Regions from separate parts of the Mus musculus genome. Here regions 1, 2 and 3 are each linked to region 4. Evidence: chromatin contacts called from public HiChIP or PLAC-seq and promoter capture Hi-C data. All regions are on one chromosome and are shown on one strand. Each heading gives the region's core, a stretch centred on a gene start, on an enhancer-like site or on the middle of the called end of the contact. The rest is flanking DNA. Distances are from core to core; before and after follow the strand shown. Region 1 overlaps Tns1 (tensin 1). Region 2 holds the start of Ctdsp1 (CTD (carboxy-terminal domain, RNA polymerase II, polypeptide A) small phosphatase 1). Region 3 overlaps Tns1 (tensin 1). Region 4 holds the start of Igfbp2 (insulin-like growth factor binding protein 2).

Evidence for each region. Promoter capture Hi-C pulls out the DNA fragments that hold promoters and counts their contacts. HiChIP or PLAC-seq counts read pairs in DNA pulled down with a chosen protein or histone mark.
Region 1: a promoter capture Hi-C map of liver shows a contact between it and region 4, with 2.5 times the contacts expected there. The contact joins the enhancer-like site here to the promoter of Igfbp2 in region 4. A contact is called at or near these places in 6 of 39 promoter capture datasets (embryonic stem cells, hippocampal neurons, liver and 1 more), 3 of 115 datasets of contacts at active chromatin or transcription factors (embryonic hindbrain and embryonic stem cells) and 1 of 9 other capture datasets (liver).
Region 2: a contact with region 4 is called in a promoter capture Hi-C map of embryonic stem cells, with 3 times the contacts expected there. The contact joins the promoter of Ctdsp1 here to the promoter of Igfbp2 in region 4. A contact is called at or near these places in 1 of 39 promoter capture datasets (embryonic stem cells), 1 of 484 Hi-C or Micro-C datasets (embryonic stem cells) and 1 of 115 datasets of contacts at active chromatin or transcription factors (astrocytes).
Region 3: a contact with region 4 is called in an H3K4me3 HiChIP or PLAC-seq map of stem cell-derived neural progenitor cells, with 5 times the contacts expected there. The contact joins the enhancer-like site here to the promoter of Igfbp2 in region 4. A contact is called at or near these places in 3 of 39 promoter capture datasets (embryonic stem cells, hippocampal neurons and liver) and 3 of 115 datasets of contacts at active chromatin or transcription factors (astrocytes, embryonic stem cells and stem cell-derived neural progenitor cells).

Annotation. Positions count from the first base shown.
Region 1 is chr1:74,007,232-74,013,943 of GRCm38.p6, reverse strand. All of the region lies in intron 4 of Tns1 (tensin 1), which reads left to right. Among named protein-coding and RNA genes, the nearest start is that of Gm39664, 21 kb to the left of the region's middle. Within about 2 kb of position 5,288, at least 129 of the 459 cell types and tissues checked have an H3K27ac peak or open chromatin away from gene starts, as enhancers often do. A contact at or near this core is called in liver and trophoblast stem cells, where this site is marked.
Region 2 is chr1:74,389,894-74,396,774 of GRCm38.p6, reverse strand. Ctdsp1 (CTD (carboxy-terminal domain, RNA polymerase II, polypeptide A) small phosphatase 1) reads right to left here and starts at 5,166. Exons shown (of 7, transcript NM_153088.2): 1 at 4,811-5,166; 2 at 3,349-3,497; 3 at 2,874-2,978; 4 at 2,700-2,756; 5 at 2,043-2,135; 6 at 1,753-1,938; 7 at 1-1,319. The coding sequence starts at 4,877. The coding sequence ends at 1,191. Mir26b (microRNA 26b) reads right to left here and starts at 2,465; the gene lies at 2,381-2,465.
Region 3 is chr1:73,943,207-73,949,655 of GRCm38.p6, reverse strand. The region is part of intron 19 of Tns1 (tensin 1); the gene reads left to right. Among named protein-coding and RNA genes, the nearest start is that of 6030407O03Rik, 82 kb to the right of the region's middle. Within about 2 kb of position 5,040, at least 68 of the 459 cell types and tissues checked have an H3K27ac peak or open chromatin away from gene starts, as enhancers often do. A contact at or near this core is called in astrocytes and stem cell-derived neural progenitor cells, where this site is marked.
Region 4 is chr1:72,820,464-72,826,988 of GRCm38.p6, reverse strand. Igfbp2 (insulin-like growth factor binding protein 2) reads right to left here and starts at 2,509. Exons shown (of 4, transcript NM_008342.3): 1 at 2,025-2,509. The coding sequence starts at 2,409. It overlaps Gm30847 (a long non-coding RNA gene), which reads right to left. Exons shown (of 3, transcript XR_001778983.2): 3 at 5,752-6,525.

The DNA of each region.
Region 1 (6,712 bases), core at 4,039-6,538, 1.2 Mb before region 4:
GGATACTGCCGTGACCCTCTGTTCCCCAGTGCCAGTGGTGAGTTCTGCACAGCGGGGCTGGGGCAGACTACAATCCTGAGTGGGAGACCCTGCATTGCCCTGCCAGTGAGAAAGTGGTCCAGGGAAAACAAGGAGAAAGTCTGGCTCCCCCCCAGAGCGCTCAGCACCTGCTTCCTTGCAGTGGGTGAGGCGAGTGCTTTGAGCAGGCTGCTAAGAGGGAGGAAAGGGTGGGTTCAGGACTTTCCTTCCTTTTGCTGCCAGCCTTCCCTGCCAGCCTCTGTAGGCCACTGCCTGGCCTGCCCTGCTCCCTGGTTCCCAACTCAGTGTGACCGGTTCATCTGTCTAATGGCCTGGCCTGGCCTCGGTTTGGTTCTGCTTCCGCTACCTTTCTTGCCGACCTTGGATGAGTCCTAACCACCCTTCCCCTGATTCAGACCCAGATTTTCTGCCCAGCTTCAGGCCCTGCTGGCCAAACATATTTTCCAGCCCATGCCCAGGCTGGCTAGGGCTGAGCGGTTTAATGTTCAACTCATACTTTCGTCTTACTCAACAGTTGTAGTCCGAGGAACTGGGCAGAAGAGTCCGGGGGTTGTGCCCTGCCGTGGGGTTCTAGGCAGGATTGAGTTAGGATGCCTGCCACAGACACTCCTGACCCTTGCAAAGAGCTGAAGTAGCAGTTTCTCAGGCTTAAAAGCCGATGATAGCTGAATGGATTGCCCACTAAGGTACCCCATTCCAGGTGCGCTGTACATGAGAACGGGCTTCTGATGCTAGGCTGACTGCACACAAGGACTGTACCCTGGACACCTGGGTAACAGGAGCCACAGCCTCCCATGCCCTCTGTCACCAGCCTCACAGAAGTGGGGTTGGAATGTCCTGTGGAATGACCTGCAGGTGAAGCTGGGGTAAGAACTGGGGTGTAGCGGAGTTGGAGCACTTAACGGCACGTGGTTTCACCTCCAGTAATAACATAGCAGTCTTCCCTGCGTCCCCCTTTCCCCAGCTGAGGTTTGACTTTCCTCGGTTTCAGTTACCCAATGTCAACTGAGGTCCAAAAACAGTAAGTGGAAAATTACAGAAATAAGCCATTCATCTACTTTAAATGGTATGCTGTTTCGAGTAGTGTGATGCACTTTGGAGACGTCGGTCCACTCATGTCCAGTGAGTGCTTGCTGGATGCGCTGTTTGCCTGTTAGTCAGGCAGTGAGCAGCAGCTTCTGCCGTCAGACAGACTACTGTGGTGTCCTGGTGTCAGATTTAAGTCACTGTTATGTGACTGAATAATATCCCCATGGTCCAAGAATTTCAAAGCTAGCCCATCAGGCAGGGCTAAGGGAAGCCGTGCACTCTTCCCCGCATTAGAGGAGACAGTTCTCCACGTATGCACAGGATTTTATTCTAGCTGTCATTTGGGCACCCACTGGAATTCTTGGGACTGCCTCTGAGCGGGAGGGGCCGCTGCAACGACAGCAGTGAAAAGCACTTTATGCACTTTTGGATGTGGATTCGGGAAGGAGATAGGAGGTCACAAGATGGATCCGAGTGAAAGTGAGCTTTCCATTCACCAGCCTGCACCAGAGCTGTCCTTATAGCACCAACAACCACACATATCACCACGACTTGCACAGCACTTATGGTTCTCAACACCTTTTCCCTGGCTGAGGGCAGGTGGGCTTGGGACCTACATGGGCACCTGAGCAGCCTGTGTTCATCCTGGAGAGGCAGGCGGGGCCATTTATAGTGGTTAGATCAGGGCACAGGAAGGCTGACTGCCTTTTTTTTCGCAGGTACAAGCTGGTAGTGGCCCACTAGAGGGGCACCCTGGTCTGTGTCCTTGAGATTACCTGGGAACTCAATTTGGGCTTCTCATGGTCCCTAAGGTCTCTGCTGTCCAGTGGGCTGGAGTGCTGAGAGAAGATCTATCGTCTATTCAACCATTCCTTAATTTGCACCAACACGTGGCTGTGCACACAGGGTCTGTGAAAGCCACTGTGTTCACGAGCAGAGTTCTTTTCTAAGTTGGTTTACTTTGTTGGGGAACCCAGAGTCTTGTGCATGCTAAGCACAACCATGCCACACTTCCAGACCAGGAGGGCTGGTTTTTGGTTTTGATTTTGTTTCTTTTCTTTTCTTTTTCTTTTTTCTTTCTCTCTCTCTCTCTTTTTTTTAATTTTTTTTTGTGACAGGCTTTCTCTTTGTAGTCCTGACTGTCCTAGAACACACTCTGTAGACCAGGTTGGCCTCAAACTCAGAGATCTGCCTGCCCCTGCCTCCTGAGTATTGGGATTAAAGGCGTGTGCAGCACTGCCTGACCAGTAGTATTCTTTTATGCTGGAGTTGCTAGGTCTTAAACAGTAACAGATCTTAAGAATTTTTTTAAAGACGATTTTTATTTGTGTGTATATTTGTATGTATGTCTCTGTGTGCATGCACATGTGTGTGCAGGTCCCCGAAGAGGCTGGAGGAGGCATTGGATCCCTTGTAGCTGGGTTACAGGGGACTGTGAGCTAGCTGCCTGATGTGGGTGTTAGGATCTGAATTCTAGTCCTCTGGAAGGGCAGTGTCTTAGTTACTTTTCCACTGCCCTGACAAAACACCATGACCAAAGCCACTTATAAAAGAAAGCATTTAGGCCTGGATAGATGGCTCAGAGGTTAAGAGCATTAACTGCTCTTCCAGAGGTCCTGAGTTCAATTCCCAACAACCACATGGTGGCTCATGACCATCTGTAATGAGATCAAATGCCCTCTTCTGGTGTGTCTGAAGACAGCTACAGTGTACTCTGAGAAATAAAATAAATAAAAAGAAAGAAAGGAAGGAAGAATAAAAGAAAGGAAGCAAGCAAGCATTTAGTTGGGGCTTATGGCTCCAGAGGGCTAGAGTCCAGCGGGAAGCATGGCAGCAGGCAGGACAGTACAGCACTGAAGTAGTAGCTGAAAGTTTATATCTGATCCAGAAGCCCAGGGTGGGATCAGAGGGAAATAGAGATAGAGAGATTTAGAGACTAACTGGGAATGACTTGGCTTTTCAAACCTCAAAGCCCACCCGCAGTGACACACTTTCTCCAAAGAGGCCACACCTCCTAATCCTTCCCAAACAGTTCCACCAACGGTGGAGCAAGCATTCAAATATGACTGCCAATGGGAGCCATTCTCATTCAAACCACCAAGCAGTGAGTGCTCTTAACTACTGAGCCATCTCTCCAGCGTAAACCCTAAGGTTTTTAAAGTGCTATTCAAAGGGTTGCTTCCACACCACCCCTTGTAGGGTACGCAGCAGCAGACACCAGCTGCCTCTTGTTACAAGAGATTGGCATGAAACTGGGTGTGGTGGCACATGTCTGTAATTTCAGTACTCGGGAGGTGGGAGCAAGAAAATCAGAAGTTCAAGGCCATCCTCAGCTACCTATGTATTGAATTTAAAGCTACCCTGGTCTATGATGAGATCCTGTTTTTTTCTTAAAAAAACAAAACAAAACAAAACAAAACAAAACAAAACAAAACAAAACACCAAACTGCCAGAAAAGAAGATGGAGAGAGTGACAGTGGTGTGGGAAAACCAGAGACTAGCTTGCATATTTCATCTTCTCCATCAAGAGTTGTGACGGGGGGTGGGGGGGGGATGAGGGACAGGGGGGGAAGGCTTTGTGGTCTGATGAATTTAATCCCAAGGTGCTGAAAGGGGCATGGGTGGCCATCTTTAGAAAATTCTGGAAAATGGAGCCATGCCAGAAGGCAAGCTTGACCTGAGGCTGACTTCCAAAGGGAGGGAGTCTGTGGGCCTGAGCTTCCCAAAGACCCCAGCAGCTGGAGATGGGAGGGGTCATACAGCCCAATTCAAGCACAACCGGAGGTTGTACAGTCCAGAAGGGCTAGGAGCATGAAGCCGCTCTTGAGGTGTTTGGATTTGTTTTCTATTGAACAATAGAACAAAGCAACATTTAGGAGGTGGAGATGGTCATGGGGCTAGTTGGTTTGTGAGGCAGGAAGAGGTTTCAAACATCAGACATGGCCCACCTGGGCTGTCTTGGGATGGGGAACTGATAACTGATGTCTGCTGCTGGAACCCCTCACTAGTCACTAACACCCATTAGGTGTGGGGTGCCAGCGAATGTTCCTTGGGTTTCCTCAGGCCCGCTCACATCCTGTCTTTTCTCAGGGCAGGCAAGTGTCATGGTCCCCAGAGGTCAGAGGTCAAAGCTTCTTTTTGACCACCAGTGGGAGAGGATCCTGCCTGCTTTAGCAGCCTGGTGTTTGGGGCAGAGCTGTGCCCAGGAGGTATAAGTCTGGCCTGGGATGGCTGACCAGGGCACACAGGGTTGCCAGATCAGAAGGCAAGGCAGAGGGAAACCATACCATAGAATGCATCTGTGCCCAACTCTAGACTCTCACCAGGGGGGGCCCTGGGTTTCAGGAGAATAAATGAACTCACTTGTGCTACGCCTTGGAAAGTCTGTTCTCTGTGGCCAGGCTGATTTAGAGGAAGGAGTAGGGGGAGCTCTAGAAGATGGTAGATCACACACCTTGGTACAAATTGCAGAAGCAAGCAAGCAAATATGGTATAAAAGTCAGACAGCCTGCTCTCGCTGGGGGAGAGTAGACCCTGTGATCTTGTGTATAACCTTGGTCTGGACACCTACTTGGTGGCCCTGACTGGCAAGATGGGGATGGGAATGTACTCTGCTGGAGAGGAAAGGGCCAGCTATTGACTCTGGCACTAGAGAGGGAGGGGCCGGGCTTAGAGGAGTTCACAGTCTGGGTGGAGAACAGGACCTTGAGAGCTAAGTACTAAGGGCCATTATGGGTCCTTGAGCAGGCAATTGACCCATGGCAGGGTTTTAGAGTGGGAATCTGCTGCCAGCTGGGGGTGGCTTGACAGGAAGGGGAAGGCAGGTGGAAGGGACTAGGGTAGACATCCAGTAGGGTCTTAGGGTTTCTGGGCCAGATTAGTTCAAGGATGCGGAGGAGGCAAAGCCTTATGGTAGACCTGGTCCTCTGTGGGAGGAGAGCTGTGATCAGAGGGAATACTCAGTATTCTAGCCTGGTCCTGATATGGGGCTGGAGAGGAGGTCCTGGGTGTCCCAGCCTCAGCCCGTGGTGTAGTGCTGGGCCCCTTAGGGTTGGCTTGGAGGAGGGGCTGAGACAGGAAGGGACTTGCTTGGCGCTCCTCTCGGGGGTGTGTGGAAGTCAGCATAGCTTTCCACTTAATCACCAGAGCCTGTTCTTTTCCCCTTGATGGCTGAGTGTGTCTATGAGAGGCAGTGACCTTGGCAGCAATCTACCCTGAACATTTAGGTCAGCGTCCCTGCCACCTGGGCCTCCTGCCTGCCCAGGATCCTGCTTCAGTCCCAGCTGTTCCCGTGCCCATTTTGTTGCCTCTTGTTGCTTTGGGGTGGAGCATAGCAGGGACACAGCTTTGGAGGGCTGACCTGGGCTCACATAGAAGCAAGCACCCTCCGGGAAATTGCCAGAAGAGGAGCCAAATGTTCCTTCTCCAGCCCCTGAGACCTTGACGTAGAATGAAGGCTCAGGAAGCCTGGGCAGGCAGCTGACCCAAAGCAAGCTTTTAAGGTGAGAGTCTCTGGCTTCCTCTGTCACTGCTGCTGCCTATAGGTTGCTGTTGTCATTATCTCTATTGAGAGGATGCCCTCATGGGGATGTTATGAGGCCATGCCTCCAGTATGCAGCCTATTGTCATATTCTGCTAAATGTCCCCAAATGCTATGCCTTGTCCCCCTGCCTCTCAGCACCCAACCCCATATCTACTTATGGTTCTATTTTGGGGAAAAAGTGAGCCCAGAATAGCCTTCCCTGTGTCTTGGGTCTGAGCAATTCCAGTTCCTTCTGGTTGGCCCCTCTGCCTCCCAGGCCCTTCCCCCTCCAAGATAGGTAGTGCTGGGTGACCTCACAGATCATCAATGTGGTGGTAGATGTGATGCCACGGGGTCTTTTTGGCTCCAAACTGCCCAGATTACAGACTTCCCTTGGGACAAGAGCAGAGAGATCTGGCAAGCTAGAGCTGAGGGTTTGAAGTGTTCTGGACAGAATGTTCCTCTGGAGGCTGAGTCTGCACTCTGCACCCTCCCTCTTGCCCCCGAGCCCTGGGCTCAGGCTGGGGCATCCCCAAGCCCCGGCATTTCCTTCCTCTGAACAGCAGCCCACAGATACATTTTTCTCCTCCCCCCAGCCTAGCCTCCCAGCAGGCCACCAATGAATTTCTACTACATGGTCCCCAGGCAGGTGGGCCAGCCTCCCAATCTTCCAGGACATGCTCTTCTTGGCTCAGTCAGCAGCGAGAGGTAGCACGTGCACAGAGAGGGAAAGGCATGCGTGTCTGTTTTGGGGGAAACATTGAAGAAAGGATATGCAGCTTCCTTACCCACCCTGTGGTTCACAGCAAATTCAGGAAGTTCTCTGCTGTCTGATAGTAGCCTCTCCCACTGCAGTCCATTCCCCAGTTTTCCCAGGGAAGTACAGGAAAGATGTCTGTTCCTACTGGTGACCTGGGTAAGGGTCTGCTGTCGCCAGCCTTTGGGGCTCCAAAAGTGTGTTGAATGGAGCTAAGAAGAAGGCTCAGTAGGAAACGTGCTTGCTGTGCAAGCACAGAGACCTGAGTTCAATCCCAGCACCGTGTAAAACCAGGCCCAGTGATGCTTACCCGAATTCCCAGCAGTGTGTGGTAACAGGAAGAGCCCTGGGTCTTGCTGGCCAGC
Region 2 (6,881 bases), core at 3,917-6,416, 1.6 Mb before region 4:
GAAGGCAGAAACCCAGGAGCTGCCCCCAGCCAGCGGGGGGCCATGGAGGAGGCTGCACGGAACAGGGAAGGAGGAGTTGGCACAGGAGGAGCCAGCTTGGTTAAGGTTTGGAGACTCCCTAACCCCACAAGAAGGTTCCACCCCCTGTTGATACTCTGAAGGCACGTGACATCTGGGGTTTAGAGGCACCTAAAAATGAAGCAGAGACAACCCCCTCCCACTAAGCTGGTGGGACTAGCTCACTGCTGGGCACTGAAGGTACTCAATAAATGTCTTTTGAATGAAGAGTAAAAAGGGTTGGGACAGACAGAAGACCCGACCTGACCCCTCAGCCCAGCTTGTTCCATTCAGAAAAATAGTAGTTTTAAAAATGTAAAAATCCTTTCCCTCCCTCCCCCAATTTCTGGGCCCAGGGAAGGGTTAAGGAAGAGTGTCTTGTTCTCACCCTTTCCTTTCTCCTTCCCTTCAAAATCTATATACACATATACATATTTATATGGCACCACGGGGGCATCCTGCCGAGCCCCAGGGCTTTGGGGAGACTTGGGGCTTAAGTGAGATATGGAGCAGCCTTCAGCCTTGGACAAGCTGGACAGGGAGCGTTCCTCCCGAGGAAGGTCCCCAGCTCTTTTACAAGTGTATTATAATAGACTTTCTTCCTCTCCTGCCCACGTACAAACTGGTGGGGCACCGTCATCCCAGGAGGGAGGAGGGAAAGGGGAGAAATTGGTTCCTCTCAGGTCAGCCTAGATCTGGGAAAAGCTGACCAGTAAAGAGGGTTCTATGAAAGGCACTTGGGTGTCCACTGTTCTCAGACGGGGGTGGGTGGGTGGGTGGGGAATCCAAGGCACGGGGCAGCAAAAACCCTGTCCCTACCCCCAGAGCAGAACTGGGGCGAAAAGGCCCAATTTGGCAACAGAGAAACATGGCAGCGTGGATAAGACAGAAGTGGGGAGCAGCAGGCAGGGCCCCCCAGGTCCCCTGAGAAGAGGGGAAGAAGTTTGAAGGCACTGACACAGGGGCCCAAGGGCTCACTGTCCTCCATGCAACATGGCAGGGGAGACACCTCTTCCCCAGGGCCGTGACCATGACACAGCCGGGGGTGTTAACAGCAAAGGCAGGCGCCCACAGTCTGCTGGGGAGAGGCTTGGGCCTTGATGAGAGGCAGGTCCTGGCCCCAGGACACCTCACTAGCTCCCGGGCCTAGGCTGTCTGAGCACTGAGTATACGTCGTCCACGCGGCTGAGTTGCTCAAAGAAGGGTAAGAGATCGTGTAGCTCAGTGTCACTCATGTTGTCAAACCACGAGGCCACTGGTACCTGGAGAGACGACATGAGGAGCGCCGGTGTCCCGGGGTGTCCCCTGTCCAGCCCAATTCCTGCCCACAAGGCACATACTTGTTTGGTTTTTGTTTTGTTTCTGGCAGCTGACAGTGAAATTCATTTGTAGATACCAGTGTGCAAAATGTCCACAAATATACTTAAGCTTACTGTTTCGTTCAGCAGGATCCTAACTGGGACTCACTACCTTCATTCCATCCCATTACAGGCCGTGACTGGCAGCTTTGAAGACTGTCAGATGGGGACCCCAGCCAGAGGTGAGGACCCTCCATACATAGGCCGAGTGGGATATGTGAGCAGATACAGGTAATAGGACATTACCAGTCCCCACTACCGCCACACACAGGGCTGGGGAGGTCCCTCCACATATGCCCTGGTCCCGTGTCTCAGCCACTGGGTCCCGTGTACTCACGGCATTGTCTGGATGGAAGACATAGGAGGCGGGTGAGTTGTCTAGAATGAGCACTCGCCGCAGGTCTCGGCCCAGCCTGCTCAGGTCCTTTACGTAGTTCCCCCGGTGGAAGACACACGACTCTCGAAACAGCCTGGCACGGAAGGCTCCCCACTTGTCCAGCAGATCAGCTACAGGGTCTGCGTACTAGGGTAGGCGGTTAAGTCACCTCAGAATGAGTAATGTCCAGGGCTGCATGTTCAACGTGGGAGGGAGGATATGGGTGACCCAGACCCCAGGCAATGGCTCACCTTGGCAAGGCTGGCAGTGAACAGCACACATTCAAAGAGCTCGCCCATTCGCTGTAGGAACTCATCTACGTGGGGCCGCTTCAGCACATAGACCTGGGGAACGAGCCAGTGAGGGAGCTGCTGGCCAACAGGCTTAGGGGTGATCCACAAAAGGGGGACAGGAACAGTGGAGGAGGAAGGGCAGTCTAGAGAGGCTGCCCCAACCATACCCCATTCCTAAAGAGATAAGAATAGGATTCCCGTGGTCCCACCTCACCTAGTGGGAGCCACTCCCCTTCCCACACTGGTTTTATCCAAATGCAGGAGTCCAGGTTAGCCCTCTCACCCCAAGGCTGCAGGGCACCGGCCCCCGAGCCAAGTAATGGAGAACAGGCTGGTCAGCACCACAACCTATCCTGAATTACTTGAACTGGGTCCCGGGCAGTAGGGGTAAGAGGGGAAAGAGGGCTGCACAAGACAGGACCAGAAGGAGCCCAGTGTGCAGGTCTGGGAGTCTGGCTCCATCTCTGGAGTACCAGGTAGTCTTGGGTTCTCACTCTTTCTGAGCTTTGGACACGCCCCATCTATTAAAGTTCCATGGGGGACTCGCTCAAGAAGGGTGGGAGGAACCTGGGTGTAGTGCAGACACCAAGCTCCCCACCTCCCTCTGACCCTCACCTGGTGGACCACTCCATCTATCTCCACCGGGATGATGAAGTCCGCATTGTTCACTGGCTGTAAGGAAAGAATAATGGCTGGAGCTGGCGGGGAGGGAATCCCAAGGGTGGAAATCCAGCAGAGACCTCCCCCTGTCAAGAGACTAGAGGCTGAGAGGTGCCAGGCAGGGCCCACCTTGAAGGAGCTGTGCACCAGGGTCTCGTCCAGGTCGATGACGACGCAGATCTTGTCTGAGTCCTGGGCCTTGGCCTCGGGAAGCAGGTACTGGACTGGGGTGTGCTGTGGGGAGGGCTGGGCTGGAAGGGCACCTCTTACAGGGGCTTCCCTCCCCAAATTTCTCTATCTGAGGACCCGACCAGACCTTCTACCCCCTCCCCAGCTTGGAGTCTTGCAAACTGTGAGCCAGGGGTAAGATATATGGATCCTTTTTCCTCACCTCATAAAGTTCCCACCAGCAAGGAAGGCATAACTGTGGGTTGGGAGGCTGCAGTGGGGCTGGAAAGGGGGGGGGGGACCTAGCAGGCAAGCGCCCTCCCTCTGCACATTTTAGGATCTGCACGTGTATCAGTGAAGTTCGGGCCTATACCCCTATCTGTATCTGCCAAGTCTACTTCCGGCTAGGTCTCGGTGCATCCAAATTGCCACAAACCTTAGGGATGGCGCCATTTTCCTCCACCAGCAGGGGAGCCCCACTGTGGGCAGGTAGGGGCTCCCCATCATCCCGGCAGACACAGCAGAAGAGGGAGTGGAGGATGCCCCGACTCCGGGGCTTCTGGGAAACTGCTGACTTCTGGTCACCTGAAGCAAGACGTGAATGTGGGCACACTGGCCTGCAGGGGCTGCATGCACTCCAGTCTCAAATCCCTGAGCACAGAGAATGTGAGCATTCTCCCTCCATCAGGAGACACATGGGGGTGGCTCTGGCTGGCTGTCCTCCAGAGAACCCCGCTTCCATGAGCCCCACCACGGGCCACTTCAGGGCCCCTGCAGCTCAGCGTCTTAAGGAAATCTGGTGTGGCTTTTTAGGAAGGCAGCCACTTTAAGAAGTAGATGGCTTAAGGAGGGGACCGATTTTTCTCACGGTTGGTTCTCAATCATCTGACCCCACAGGTGGACGTTACCTGAGCATCCCCTGCTCTGGACCTTCAGGGCTCAGGGCCCTGTCGTCCACTCCCACTCTCCCTCCATTCTGTCTACCCAGTGAGTCCAAAGTCCCCATTGAGCCTGGGCCCAGAGGCCAGTGTCCCAGGGCTGTCAGCCCCACCGGCCCCACCTCCTTCACCCCGCCCCGTCTCTTTGCAGCGGCCTGTCTAAATTGACAGACCTACCCCCACCAAGCCTCTTCTCTAATCCTTTCTGCCTCCAGGCCACCCCCCCCCCAACCCCCAAAGAGCGAGGAACTGGACAGTGGACAAACCCGGAGTGACTTCCCAATCTTGAAATTCACACAGGGGAGGGAGGGGTGAGCCCCACTCTTGCGAGCCTTAGGGGCTCCGCATAGGCGGGCAGCACCCCTTACAGGGTGGGTGCAAGCGTGCACAGGCCCGAGGCCAACCGGCCTAGCCTGTTGCAGCCTGGGTGTCGCGTGCCCAGCTGGATACAAGGCCCCCAAGTCTGTCTTGCAAGGCTAGGGGCTCTCTGCCTTCGAAGGTGTCGTCTGCACCTCCACGCGTGACGCCCGAGTTTGTGGGAACCTGGCTGTGAGTTAGTTGGCGGGAGATCCCTGCAAGCCTCCCCAGCCCGCTGTCACCTCGGCACCCCTTCCAGACCTCAGCCTGGAGGGGGCGGAGCCTCAGCGGGTGGCCGGGTGGCCGCCTCACCCCCACCTTCTCGTCCCATTGGCGCCAAACTGGGGGAGGGGGTGACGCCCGGGAGCCCGCCAGCCCCTCGCTCGCCTTCTGCCTCAGTTTCCCCACTACGAGAAGCCTCGAGCGCACTGGTGGCGCCAGGCCCCGCCCAGCGCCTCAGACTCTCGCGGAGTTCAAACTCTCTCGGCCGCACTGGCCGGGGCTCGGGCCGGGCCAGGCCGAGGCGCGCGCCCGGGACAGCGGCAGCGACCGCAGCGCGGGGACGGCCCCTAGTCCGGTTCTGCCCTCCCGCCGCCCGCCTACCTTTGCCCCGCAGCGGGCCCCGCGCCTCCTCCTTGCTGATCTGAGTAATGACGGCCGAGCTGTCCATGGGGCCCGGCGCGCTCCGCTCCGGCCGGACTCTGGCCCCGGCGCCCGGCCTCCCCCCCGGCTCGGGCCGGAATCGGGGCGCGGGGGGGAGGGGAGGGTGGGAGGGAGGGATCCCCGCGAGCTTCGGAGGGGAGGGGAGCCAGGTTCTCGGGGGGAGGGGGAGGGAGGGGGCGCGGAGGAAACTTTGTTACAACATGGAGTTTCCTCCCCGCGAGGCGGATGCAAACATGGAACCCGGGCGCCGTTTCAAGGCTTCCCCTTAAAAGGGCAACGGCTTCGGCGCGCCTGGGACTCCGCCGCAGCTTTCATCACTTCTGGGGCCCGGCGGGCTGGGAGGCGGGCCGGGTTGCTGCGGAGATCCAGGGGGCGTCGCCTCTCTTCCTGCGGTGTGCTGGCCGGACCGAGCGTTCTGCGGCTGCGTGGCAGAGCGGACAGCCGTAACCCGCCGCTGCGGGCCACCGAGCCCCGGGACTTGAGGCCCGCCCCAGGCGCCCAGTCGGGGAGTGCCCGAGGACGTCGGGGCTCCACCTCCACGCATTCCAAAGTGCTGACACGATCTGCCTCCGTTTGTTCCTCTGGAAAATGGGATGACGCTAACTTTCTGTAAAATGGGTTTTAGTTTTTTTTTTAATTGAAATATTTTATGTGTATGGCCTGTAAAAATATATATGTTTATGTATGTACTCCACATATTTGTAGTGCACTCTGAGGCCGGACGAGGGCGTCAGATCCCCCTGGAACTGGAGTTAATAGCCGGTGTGGGCCTTAGGAGCGGAAATAGAGTCCTTTTAAGAGTGACATGTGCCCCTGAGCCATTTTTCCAGCCCCTAAAAAATTTAAAGTTATATTTATGTGTGGAGGAGGATACACGTTCTACGAGTGGAGATCAGAAGTTCTCTTCTTCCTCTCTTTGGGAGAGGCATCAAACTCAGGTAGTCAGGCTGGCCAGTAGACACCTTTACCCCCAAGCCTTCTCACCGCCTCTACAATGGGTCTTTTGTCTAACGTTGTGAATATCCCGTTCCCCCCCCCCAAAGGCATTCTTTGCTAGCCCCAGTTATGCAAACTCATCAAATTGTGGAATTGTAGATAGATTGATTTTATTTTTGTGTATGTGTATGAATGCCGGAGCCTTCAATGGCCAGAAGAGGGCGCCATCGCCTGGAGCAGAAGTTGGAGGCAGTGGTTAGCCTTGAGTGCTGGCACCTGAACTCATTCAGGTGGCCTGCATGAGCAGGGACTTCTCTTAACGGCTGATGAACCTCTCCAGTCCTAAATTATGTTCGTGATCCAACTGTAACTATCAGCATTCCCTGCAGTCTCGAGAACATCCCAGGATTGAAAAGTCCACTTCGGCGCCTACCTTTACCGACTGTCCTGTAGCAAATCTCGCCCTCTTCCCCTGCCAAACCCTGGCAGAAGCCGAGCCTCTGCTGCTCAGGGCGCCTTGTATCTTGTACGTGCTGTTCCCTCGGCTTGAAACGTGCCCCTTCGTCCTTGGCAGAGCCAAATCCCATCGAACTAGAAGAAATACCACCTTGTTTAGAGGCCCTCCACCCCCACCCCACCGCCCCTATCTGTGATTATTAGAGGGGCCCCGTCTAGGGCTGGCTGTGCTCCCGAGTGCTCAGGGGACGCCCGCGGAGGGAGGGCCCAGCGCCCGCCCTTGGGCGCCTGAGACCGCAACCGTTCAGATTTTAAACACACGTGTCACCGGATCTGTAGTGACACACCCCAGCCAGAGCCTGAATCTGCGTTTGCATACAGAGCCTTCTCGCAGGAAGCCCCTCAGTTGCGCCGCTCTAGGGCTGCGGTTCGTTTATTTTTATTTTTTATTTTTCCTGTCTTACAAAGTTCCTTTCATTCGCCTTAATTTTAAAAACACGAATGCCCAGCCTTCACACGCACGCCTCACTTCCTCCCCTGGGCCCTGTGGCCGGGTGTGGTGGGGTGGGCGTCCTGTGGCTTCCCAGCAGATAGCGGGCTGGGAGCTTGGCCCCTGCTC
Region 3 (6,449 bases), core at 3,791-6,290, 1.1 Mb before region 4:
ACTGACTTCAGGCATGGATGAGACGAGATGATGCCATGCATACGACGAAATTCAGTGAGTGGCTTCCAGATGGACCAGTGCGGAGGTGTGTATTCAGGCAGCAGCTCTCACCCTGCTGGTTGTGAGATTGAATGAGCCTTTAACAAGGGTGCATATCAGATACCCTGCATATCAGAAGATAGTTACATTACAGTTTCTAACAGTAGCAAAATTATAGTTAGGTAGTAGCAATGAAAATAATCTTATGGTTGGGGGGGGGGTCACCACAACATGAGGAACTGTATTAAAGGATTGCAGCATTAGAACAGTTGAGAACCACTGGTCTATGGCTTTGTGAACAGAAGAGTTCAGACCCCCGCTAACACAGGGCGAGGGGGAAGAAACTGATGTGATAGGAAGTGATTGCAGGATTCAGTTTGAGATGAGGGAGACTCCAGGTACAGCTGCATGGCTTAAAAGACTGTAGATTCCAGAATCTTCCCAAGGGTGGAGGTTAATGCTGTGAACTTGGAGGAGGTCTGTGTGATTGGGCATGGAGAGAGAGAACTCAGAAAAGGGGTCAAAAGGGAAGCGAAGGCGTGGCAGGATCTAAGTATTAGTGCTCAGGGTGGTGACAGGAGCCTGGTGCAGTGTGTCTTTCAAAGTCAAGATGGGAAAGGAGAGAGGGTGGGGGTGGGGAGAGAAACCCATCCGGGCTGGCCAATTAGGTAGACTGGGGATTTTCAAAGGCATATTTTCAGTTGAGTGCTGGTGACAGAAGCCAGACCCATGAGCGATGGGGAAGGGGTGGGAGAGGAGTGAAGACAGCTTGGCAGCTACTCATTGGAGTGGTTTTATGATAAAGGGGGCAAGGGAGTTGTTGAGGTGTGGAGCAAGACATCAGAAGTTGTCTGTAACGGTCGATGTCATGAGCATGTTTTTAGGTAGAGATGGAGGGGAGCTGAAGGTGGATGTAGGCAGAGGAAGAGATAAGACAGAAGGAGTTGCACAGAAGAGGTGTCTGGTGGCCCAGTGGGCATCTGGGCTCATCTCAAAGCCTGGATACTTCTTCACAAAACCAAAGGGGGTGCAAAAAAATGGAGTGGGAACCTGGCATCCAGTGTTAGGGCTTGGGTTGAGAAACAGCTTTTATAGTTCATTCTGCATCCAGGGCTTTAATCTGGGTTGATTGGCAGTCTAGGATCTTGGAAACTATTGACAACAAATAAAACCTTTCCCCTCATGGCAGAAAGGACCACTAAAGTATTATAGCATTTTAGATGGAAGGTTAGATGCCTTAGAGATAAAGCAGAGAGGTGCCTGAGGGAAGAGGAAGATGGTCGGGAGCTTGGGATGGTCAGGAAGACTTCACTGGGCAGTGAGGGGCTGTGTTTTCTGGAGCGGCATGGGTAAAGCCCCCGCAGCATGAGTGTGCTTCCAATGGCTACAGCAGAGTGGCCCCCACGAGCTCTTAGAGGTAATGGAAATGAAGCGAATTTAAGTTTGGTCTGGCGGGTGATTCTAAGAACTTAGAGTTTTCATGTGTGGGCGTGCGTGTGTTCTGAGAAGCCTTAGAAAGGATCCAAATAGTGACATCACCTGGCTTCTTCTAAAAGGATCTGTGTGGCCAAGATGGGAGGAGGGAGGCCCTTCCAGAGGTGGCTGCTATTGATCAGCACGGAAGGAAGCACGGAGGAGATGGGAGGAAAATGGTAGACTGTTTGAGAGGTTCAGCTGGGAAGATTTACAAACCAGCTAGATGTGGAACATAAGAGGAAAAGAAAAGAACAAAGGCAGGTCTTCATCCTGAACAGCTAAACAATAGAGGTGTTCCTGGGTGACGCAGGAACATGGGAGGAGCTGGCTAAGAGGGAAATCAGTGTGAGGTGCCCATGAGGCATCTGAGAAGGTCAGATTCTAATAGCCGGTGACTCACGGAAGAGCTTAGCAAGGCTGGGAGGAAGCAACCAGACGTGGGCCAGACAGAATGTACATGGGAAGTACCAGCCACTGGCACAGACCGTGGGACACAACAGCAGCTTGTTAGTCAGGGAGGAGAGGACAGTGCGATGCAGTGGGGCCTTCTATAGCATCCTGTAGGCTTATCCCAAGGCCTCCACTAGTGGTACCCAGTGGCTTTGGGCAGGAGCTAAAAGAATGAGGGCACCAGGGGGAGAGGATTGCTCAGGCTAGTGTGATTGAGGTACAAAGGGCTGAGGGATGCAAGGGATGTGACCTTGGTTCCCAGATTGGGAGGCTGTCCTGGGCTTAGAAGGGTGGGTGCCCTTGAGAGAAGGTGGGGCTTTTGGATGCTGTAGGGTGACTGACATGGGGAATAATGGGACTCCAGGCCCCAGACTGTCTGCCACCTCCTCTCTCTACTGGGGTTAGAAGGGAAAGCTACCTGCTCTTCGGTGGAGCAGAGGTCCTGTACCACCCTGTCTTCTTGTCTCCCTCCTTTCCCACCTCCCTCCAATGTGTGGCCCAATCCCGAAGTCGGAACAATGACTAACCCTGATTTTTTTCTTTGTTTTTTTTTTTTTTTGTTTGTTGTTGTTGTTCTGTTTCCTGTTGTTTAATGCCTTGTTTCCTTGCCTTCTCAATGTGTCCCATGTCCACCTGTCCCCTGTGCCATTGGTGGGTGCTCTCTCTGCCTGGTGCCTCCCCTTCCTGCCGGCTCCCCTGGGGTGTGGGTGGACAGTGTACAATGCCAGACTACAGAGCCTGAGGCAGAGCCGCGGCTTCCAACCCTCTCCCCACTGGCGCCGATCTGCCTCCCTCTCTGGTGGGTTCCTCCGAGTCTCCTCCTCTGAAGCTCTGGGCCCTTGCTTTAGCTCCCAGCTTCTCTCCCATCCTCTTCCCCATGAGATTCCTTTCGAACCTCTCTCCTCTTTTCCTTCCTGCCCAGGCCCTCCCTCCCTCCCTTCTGCTTGGCTGAAGGTCTGATGCTTTTAGCTTGGCCTTGCCTGCTGAGCCCAGGCTTGGAAGCGGTTAAGGGACCTTTCAGGGTGCCCTGTGGAAGATGATGGCCTTTCCAGTGAGGTGTCCAGTGAGGGTCCCAGCTGCTTATCCTCAGCCACCCCAGATGGGATGGTTTGGCCTTCAGGGCCAAGACTCAGAAAGAGCCAGACAATGTTTCCCCTGGGACCACTACATGTAAGACAAGAAGAGGTGTCCCAGTATCTTTTTTGCTACCCACTACCTCTCTGATGCTAGGACCCACTTCCTGTACCTACCTGGCCTGTGCCCATCTGTGACTTTGGATGAGCCTCTCAACTATTTAGAGCCCACATCCCGAGTCTAGAAAGCCCTGCCTTGCGTATGTGGCACAGTGATTTGACACGCTATAGATATTCTGGTCCTACATCAAGTTCCCATTAAGTTGATTCTAGGACTGTGTCCACTAGTATCCCCAGCTTCTGGGACATACAGGCTACCTTTTCTGCTCGTTCCTACCTCTGAAGGCCAGTATCAGGGAGGAAGCCATGTACCCTAGTTTCCCCAGTGCCATGGCCTTAAGCAGTTCTTGGCAAAAGGGGATCTCCACTCCTGATAGCAATGTAATGCCTGCTGCCCCATGGACCCTTCAGCACCAGTTGACAGATATTGGGAAGATGGCTCTGGCATCCTGTTCCTCCCTCTCCTTTCTTCTCCCTCTGCCTTTTTCTTGGCCCAGCAATGAGGGATGTAGCATAAGCTGGGCCCAGGCTCTATTCGGGTTCTGGAGCAGTGAACCTGTCCTGAGGGGAGCTGGCATGGCTTGCCCTAGAGCTGCTAGTGTGCTCTTGTGTGGCTTTCTAGTGCCCTGGCCCAGCAGGTGGATTCCATCCTGGATCCTTACTTCTGGAGCCCTGGGCATGGAGCCGGATACCCAGTCCAACCACCGGAGCTGTGGAACCCAGTCTTTTTGGAGATTGGAAGGCTGGAAAGAAGAATTGGGTCTGTGGGGGGTGGGGGGGTAACAAGTATGTGGGTCTATGGGAGATGCCTTTGTTGATGACCGTGGTGACTCTGTGTGACTCTGGAGTGTATATCCGTGTGACTCAGAAAGAGTGGCAGTGCTTTGTCAAAGTGTTGGAGAGGGTGCGTGTATTTGTATGTGTATAGCTCTATATCTGTCTCTAAATAGAGATGTAATCATATGCATGTTATCTGGTTTAAGACATTTGGGCGGAGAACTGTCCTTCTAGTTGTAGGGCTGTCTCAGGGGCACTGAGGGCAGGGCTGACAATACACTGCTCCTAGATGTGTGGCAGCTCTCAGGTGTTGGGTGCAGATCCAGTGCCAGCCCCGCGTAAAATAGCCCTTAGAGGACGACACAGGACTGATTGTGGGGCATTTTGAGCTGAAAGGCCACCTCCTTACCATCAGAGTATCCCACTTCTCAGTGTTCAGCAGCCGGGTGGGAAGAACCTTCCAGAGTCCCTTGTTGGTTTTGCTTTCCTCCTTAGCTTCCTATGTTCCTAACTAAGGTCTGCTGTAGGGAAAGCTAGGGACCAACCAGGTCACTTGTTCTGTGGCCCTTCTTGTGGGGCTAAGATATACACTCTCTGTCTCTGTGTCTGTCTGTCTGTCTGTCTGTCTCTGTTTATCTGTCTCTTTGTCTTTCTGTCTCTGTCTCTCTCTGTCTCTCTGTCTGTGTGTGTGTGTGTGTGTGTGTGTGTGTGTGTGTGTGTGCTCCTGTCTGTATCCATGTGGTAAACAAAGGCTTAGAGAGAAAGAATAGCCAGGAGACAGAGAAAGCCCTCAGTGAAGGCCTGCTTATGGAGCAGGGCCCTTTTGATATTCAGTCAGTTTTGGGGGTGTGAGGTGGCTGTTTTCTCTATGCCTCTATGCCTTTCTCTCTATCTCTCTGCTTCTTCCTTGCCTCTCTCTGTGTTTCTCTATTTTTGTCTCTCTCTGTGTCTCTCTCCGGCTCTCTCTTTCTCTGACCCTGGTTGTCAGCTGGTATCCAGAGTCACCAATTGGCTGAGGAACAATGAGGTTCTCTTGTCTCCCCTCTACTGTGTCAGGCTTCCTCTCATAGAAAGAGACTAAAGAGAGGGACCATAGCTCTGCAAGCACTCTGGGTTAACGATGGGCTTGCCAAGGGGGACAACAGTGAGCCACTGTGTTCCAAGACTGTGCGTGCCCTGCCTGGCTGCTGGTGACATGGACCACTCTCTGGGAATGATCAGCCTTATGGCAGTGGAATGTGTGTGTGTGTGTGTGTGTGTGTGTGTGTGTGTGGTATCTTTCCTTTTCTTCAAGGGGAAACTTTGTCCTGCACTCCCCTCACTTTTTGGAGATCACTTGGTCCATCCCTCTGCCTCAGGTCAGAGCATGCTCCCATGTGCCATCCTGGCAATGACAGGGAAGGGATCTGGAAAAATTCAATTATACTTGCTACCTGACTACCCTTTCTGGTAACTCATCACACCACAGGCTGCGTCTTACTCTAGTGTTGCCTTCTATGGACCTGAGCTTTGAGGCAGTGCCAGGAAAGGAAGGGTGAGAAGGTTCTGTCCCCCCACTCCAACAGAAACAGATCTCCTTTCAAAAGTCAGCACAGGACCCCTGAACAGGGAAAAAGCAGAGAGGTTGCCAGAGACTGTGGTGGTGGCGGTCTGGTGAGGGGTGGCCCTGGAACCGAAGGCCGTTCTTACATGTCTCCCTCTGCCTTGGGTCTGAACTCTGTTCCATCCCCCCAGAACTTTTGTCCAGTTGCTCTTTGTCACAACATTATTAGAGAAGCAATGGCTGTGTCTGCTTCTCTCTAATGTTTCTGCCAGGAATAAACTGAGAAGGAGGGCCAGGGCTGGTCCACACTTCCCAGAGGCCCGCGCTGGGCAGGTCCTGGTTGGAGGAAAGAGGAGCGGGATTGAAGCCAGAGGCTGCTCGAGTTCTGGGAGCTTAGTGTTGCTGGCAGAGCCTGCTGTGGCTCCAGCTGTCCAGAACCACCCCCTCTCTGTAGATGTCCCCGGCAGCCCCTTCTCTGGACTGACACACCTTCTATTTTTCTTTTCTGGAAATCAGGGTATTCTGAAGGTAGGGGCTTATTTGCTTATTTGAGCAGAGAAAGTTTGGGACAGACAGGATGAAGTCCGTCTTGGTTTCTACTGTGCAGGTAGGAGAGCTGCCTCTGATTAACAGCACAAATTGGAGACTCTAGTGTGCCTTCTGCCTTCTGTACATCACGTGTACCACTGGCAGCTGGTCTTGCTATTCTCTGACAGGCCCCAGAGCCTCCATCCCAGAGTCCATGCATGGGCATCACAGTAACTGTGTGTGAGTGAAGTGCTTCTGCCCCAGCACTTTGCTGTTTACATCAAGCAGGAAGGCTACCTGGGTGGTGCGGGCCATTGCAACTGTGTGGCTGTGGCAAGGGAGGGGTTGGGGACCACGCGGGCTGTGCAGATCCCTTTGCAGAGGATGAGAGGGGATTAGGTTCCCTAAGGGTGAGTCCCACTGGATTGTTCTGGCTATATTCC
Region 4 (6,525 bases), core at 1,260-3,759:
TCAGCTTTCAGAGAAGGCAGAAGATGGGCAAAGACGGTGGGGAGCGGCCTCCCTCATTGCTAAGGTCTGTCTGGACCATGTATAATATCTCCTTCTCAGTACAGCCTCTAGAGTCCCTGTCCCAACCCAAAGAGCCCAGAAGCCTCTACCTTTGCCTCTCATCTGGCCAACCTGGCAAAACCAGGCTCCTTCCCAAACGACCCCTTTGAGAGCCCTGCTGTGCAGCTGATCACTTCTGAGCTTCCAGCTCCCGCCCCCACCCCACCCCCTACCTTGGTTAACATCCCCTCTTCCAGACAGAAACACAAGAGAAAAATGTGGAAGGCATCTGGACCTTCAGAGAAGGCTGAGGCGGCCACTCGAATGAGCCAGCAGAACGGAGTCCCATAACCAGGCAGAAAATCCAGAGTGACATTCTTCCCATGAACTCACCCCATTGTCCCCTGGCTTCCCTGACAACCCCCCTCACCCCACCCCCATCCCCGCAGCCAGTAAGGAAAAGTGACCCAGGGAACCTGCCACATCTGTTGCCTGCAGAAGACTCCAACCTATTTAAGAGTTTTGAGAAGCAGAAAGACTGAATTTCACAGGCTTAGAATGAAAGCAACGAAGGGTGGGGAGGAAAAAATAAATAAAACTCTGAGAGGAAAATAAAACTCTGAGAGGAAAGTACACCAGATTTAGTAAAACAGTCAATATCCGGAGGATTCTGCAAGGCCTGCTGAAGAAAATTCCTCTGGGGCTCCAGAGGTAATAAGGGAGGAAGGGGCCTGAGAAGCGGAATTCTTTTCCTTTATTATTACCTAGAAACAGGAGCAAGGATCAAACCCAAGGCTGAGAGAGAAGAAACCCTGGGACTCCCCTCTGAGGAAGCTCCACCTTGCTCTGTAGTCAAGGTCAAAAATGCCTCAAGAACTACAAGACTTCAAACTTGACCTCTGACTCCATTGGGAAAGGGACAGTGGCTGAGCCAGGGAAAGAGAGGGGCGCACAAAGAAATCGAAAAACAGGGAAGATATTTGTTCTCTCTCTCTCTCCTATCTCTCTCTCTCTCTCTCTCTCTCTCTCTCTCTCTCTCTCTCCTATCTCTCCAGGCTACCCCCAGTCTAAGAAACATAGTAAAAGCCTCCTTTTAAACATTAGCTAAAATTCAGCGCTGTCCCCAAGACAATTGCAGCTTTCTCCAAACCGTGAAGAAAAAAAAGTGAACTCCTCGCAGTCAGCTTGTGTCCCTTAACTTTTTTTTTCTTTTGAGAAAGAAGGGCTCCTTAACAAAGAACCCCACCTTCCCCATCCCGTGAGACAGAAAAAGTTCCCTAGATTTAGGAGGAGGTACGGTGTGACACACACCCGCGTTAAGAGCTGTAGCTCCCCTGGCTTTCAAGCGGCTCCAGCATTCTGACCGGAGGCCCAGACGCACAGCCAGGGTGCCGGAACGCAGCTGGCCAACCGGCTTAAGTTACACAGATGGAGCCCGCTCCATTCTCCACGTGCATCCTTACCCTTCTCCTCACCTCCCAACGCCAGAAGGAAGGAGCTTCTCCATTCGATCTTTTCTCACCCGAGGTCTGCAGTGTCACCTGTGCGCGGCAGCCAGCAGCACGCCCACCGCTAAACATTCGACCGGTGGTCACTGACTCAAGTTTTGTTTCAAATGAGTTTCAAGTTCCTACAGGCTCTTCAACCCCCACCTCCACCCCCTCAGCCCCTAGATCAGACCACCTTCCTCCCCGCTAAGTCCCGTTAAGGAAGACCCTGGTGGCAAGGTATCTTTCCTCTCCTCCTTTACCCCATCAAATCCCGCTTGCTCCACCCGCAGCCTCCCTCCCGGGTTTGTCTTTCGGGTTCCCGCTCTCAAGAGTCTCCCTGGATCTGATTAAGGTCTAAGCTCTTTCTCCTCTACATCAGTCCCAGGGTCCCGTCGGACTCTCTTTTCCCACGTGAGAGTCACCAGCCAGGAGAACCCGCTGAGCTACGAGAGAGTTTCTCCCAAGCCCAAAACTAGTGCTCACAGTCCGCATTACCTGCAACCTGCTGTGGGGTGGTGCCCACGCGTCTCTTTTCACAGGTACCCGCGCCTGTGACAAGCGCCTTCAGGGGCAGCTCGGAGCCCGGGTTGGGATAGCAGCGTAGCGTCTGGGCGCAGCGCGGGATGTAGACGCCGCATGCTTCGCCCTCCTGCCGTGCGCACACGGAGCAGCAGCCGCAGCCGGGCTCTCGCACCAGCTCGGCGCAGGGCGCGTCGGGTGGGGGCCCGCAAGCGGCCAGACGCTCGGGCGTGCAGGGTGGGCAGCGGAACAGCACCTCGGCGCGCACCCCGGGGCCGCAGCCGCCCGCGCCCAAGAGCAGCAGCAAGAGCAACGACGGCAGGAGCAGCGGCAGCGCGGGGCCGCCCAATCTCGGCAGCATGTTGGCTTGTGGGCAACGGTAGTGCAGCGAGCTAGCGGGCAGGTGGCACGGCCCAGACGAATGCGGGAGACGCCTCCTTGCCTTCTTTCTCCTCCCCCGCCTCTGCCGGGTCCTAAAAAGCCTGCTTCTCCCCGCCCCCCTGCCTTCTCCCCTCCCCCTTATGGAGACCACTCCCTTCCCCCCCCCCCCGCACCGCCCCCCCCCGCACCGCCCCCCCCCGCACTCTTGCGTGAGGGCACGTGCTTGTGCACACGCCCACTCGCCCACCCTACGTTCCTAGGGGATTCAAGCGGACCCCTCTGTTCTTCCCTGGTTAGGACTTTGCTCCCTTCAGCCTGGGTTTGTCCGCTCCGGGAGAGTAAGAATAACTTGCAAGCGTGGGTAGAATCGGCGTGGAGTGGGAAAGAGCCTGTGCTTTTGTCTCCTGTCTTTTAGTTTAGTTCGATTTGGAAGGACTTAGTTTGCTCACTTCCCACGTGGCCGGCTGTGAACTGACTGCCGGGGAAACACAAAAGCAGTCTTGACCTTAAAGATTTCGGAGCTCACACCGACTCCCCACAGCCCTCGTGTTGCTAGGAACAATGACCTTGAGTGAGTCCCGCGGACGCTCAGTCCTTCTAGACCAGGCTCGTCCCAGACAGCACCTCCTAGCAACAACTTCAGTTTCCCAGCCCAGAGCTCACCGCTGCAAGTAATGAAACCTGGTGTGTTTCCTGGTGCCTCACAAACCTCTGCCCCACAAGCCCTCTAATCCCCTAGAGACCCGGGTCACCATCCACAAACGCTGCCTTATTCGCCCACCTTTACACACACTCTCCCCGCCTCCCCCCCCCCAGACGTCTGAAGACACACCCACTGAAGGGTCTTGAAAAGGTCAGATTAGACACCCACCCCCCTCCCCAGGTATTAGAGAAAGCCCTAGCGCTAGGCTGATTAGAGCTCGCTCAGGTTTTCAAATAGAAAAGAGTGGCTGCCTCCTTTGTTCCAATTGAATCACCCAGCCTAGCTGCCCCCAACCTCCATCACTCCAGCCTGGCAGGACCTTAGTTATTGACTCATTTGCCAGGGTTGTGACCTTAACAACGAGTGAGGCGTCTCCATTCCCCCACAAGATTCTCCAAGCCATCCTTTCTAATTTCTGGGCTCAGGGCCTATCTCAATTCAGCGGCTTTTTGTTCATATGTCTGTTTGAGTTTTATGCCTCCTAGAAGACAAAGTTCTAATCTTAAGAAACTAGGAGAGGAAGAGTTATGGAGGAGAGTTTGAACTTCTGTAGGAACCTCTGTGGAAGATGACTATCCGAATGAAAAAGAAGGGGGACGGGTGTGAGACTAAAGCTTGGTAATTGCGTAGAGGGAAATGGAGGGTTATCGATGGCGCATTCTCAACACCCGGACCAGCAGAAATGATGAAAAAAAATTGAAGAGTGATACTGAAACTAGAAAGTCACTTAGGCCAGAGATCAAAACCCCTGGGGAGATAGGGGAACTGGCAGGGAAATCAGCTAATTGTGCTGAGACTTGGCCTGATTTGGGCGTGTCAGGGACACAGCATCAGTGTTTGAGCAGAGGGATGGACCTCTGACAATAACGGGAGCTATACAGAATGGCGATCTAACAGAAGGAAACCAACAAAGGCTGGGGGAGGCTCCAGTTCACATCTCCACGTGTTCTGGTGTCTTGTACCTGCCCTGGAATATGTTCCTATTGGCCTCACCGACTGAGGACTCCTTTGTAGTAGAGATACCACCCTGCATCATGGTGTGCCATAAACATCCATTGTAAACTACAAGTGAGAGCCACATTGCTAGCTATATTTCCTACCACTGGCATTAAAACACAGTAAAGAGTCTGGTATGGCGGTGAGCCTTTAATCCCAGCACTTGGACAGCAGAGTCAGGCAAATCCCTGGGTTCCAAGCAGCCTGGTCTGTGAAGCAAGATCCAGGACAGCCAAGGTTACACGGAGAAACCTGGTCTCAAAAGAAAAAAAGAGAGAGAGAGAAGAAGTAAGTGGAATCTGTTTTGAATTCTGCTTATTCAATGTCATTGAATCAGTAATAAGTATGAAAATTATAAAGGCAAGAGTATCCATGCACATCCCGAGATGACCTTGGACTCACAATCCTCCTGCCTCGGTGTTTAGAGTGCTGAGATCACAGGCATGAACCACTGGGAATTTCTAGAATTTCTCTTTCTGGTGAGTCGAATCAGTGCTGATCCCTTTCCCCTTATCCCCAGTTAATAGCCAGCTTTACCCTGCACAACCCCAGATACCCACACCCCAAGAGGAACCTTATCTCAGTCCTTCCCTAACCAAACAACCTCCAAGTCCTACTCAAGAAAAGCCTGCGGACACAGGCGTCTGATGCCGGCACCTTCTGTAAAACACAAGGGAAATTAGTGAAGCAGAATTCACATAGGTTTTGGTTTTGGGGGTTTGGTTTGGTTTGGTTTGGTTTGGTTTGGTTTGGTTTGGTTTGGTTTGGTTTGGTTTGGTTTGGTTTTGTTTAAGGAGTCAGTAGCCACTGTGAAAGCAGGACATGGGGTATTCTGGTGCAACCTTGTGATTTCAGGACCCTTGGAAGCTGAAGCAGGAAGATCCCAAGTTCAAGGTCAGCCTGCATTACCTAACAAGATCCAGTCCAAAAGAAGAAAAGGAAAAGAAAGGAAAGGAAAGGAAAGGAAAGGAAAGGAAAGGAAAGGAAAGGAAAGGAAAGGAAAGGAAAGAGGCAGGCAGGCAGGCAGGCAGGTAGGCAAGCAGGAAGGAAGAAAGGAAGGAAGGAAGGAAGGAAGGAAGGAAGGAAGGAAGGGAGGGAGGGCAAAGGGGACTGAAAAGGGAAGGGGAGGGGAAGAAGGAGCCAGGGCTGAGGAAAATGATGTATTCTGCTCATCTTAAACTGCTATTTGGGAAAGTGAACTTCGGTGACCTGTGGTCACCTTGGTCGGCTGACCTGTGGAAGCTAAGGTAGGAAGGCAGCTCATGTGCTCTGTGTGCACTGAGTGCGCAGATTCTTGCAGCTGAAATCTGCGGTCGGAGTCACGGTCATGGGCTGGTCATAGCCACACTTGGGAACGCAGCCTCTGTTCTCTCATGACTCAGACATCCATGTGAGCACACACTCTTCTGCTTTCCCTGAAGACTGATTCAGCTCTCTGAACTAGAACTGTGGCACCACACCTTCAAATGTTTATTACTCCTGTATTTGAGTCGAGCTCTGTTCGAATCCACTGAAATCTAGAGAAGCAGAGAGACTCGAAACCAACTTACTAACTCTTCTCGGTCCAGATCACGTTGCCCAGGGCCTACACCAGTGCCTAGAACACACAGACTCGATAATCGTATTTATTGAGTGAGCCTAAAGTCTAGAGACTCCTGGACGCTTGCTTTCATCATTGTTCCTGAATAGTTCTTACTTTGAATTTCTTGCAAAGCCTCTATAGACGACAAGTTCTTCAGCTTGATAGCTTCTCTTTGTTGGGCAGTGTGGACTGGCTAAGAGATAGAAACAAGCTGAGACTGGCTTTCTCCCTGCTAATCCCTGCTTTCTTTCCATCAAACAATGTTGTACAAACTCCACCCTCTCATGGTTTACCGTGACTAAGTACCATCTATACTATTACTTACATAATTTTTAATGTAACTTAATTTGCTTTTTCTTAACTTGAGGCTATTTAAAATGGGGAAACTCTATATCATTACCATAAATGGAAACCCAATAAGGATAGCCATATACAGATGGTAACCATAAAAATAAACACAATAAAAACAATCCTGGCTGGATACTGTTACTTGCTGAAGCCTCCAATCCTGGAACATTGCTCCTTTGGGTAAGCCAGTATGTGATGTGCTAAGGGCCAGCCAGACCCACACTGAGATTTTATTTTCACCAAGTGATCAGGAAGGTAGGAAATAATATTTCTAGATATTTTATTGGAATATCATATGCAAGCCAAGAACACGTATCATAAACTTGATACATAGCTGTAAAGTGCTGGCTATCTAACAAGCACCATATCCAGGAAGGCAACATTAAGAATCATCCTTCATGCTTTCTGCAGTTTGTACCTCTGCTGCCCACCAGGATAAGCATTACCTGCACTTTAATGCATTTTGG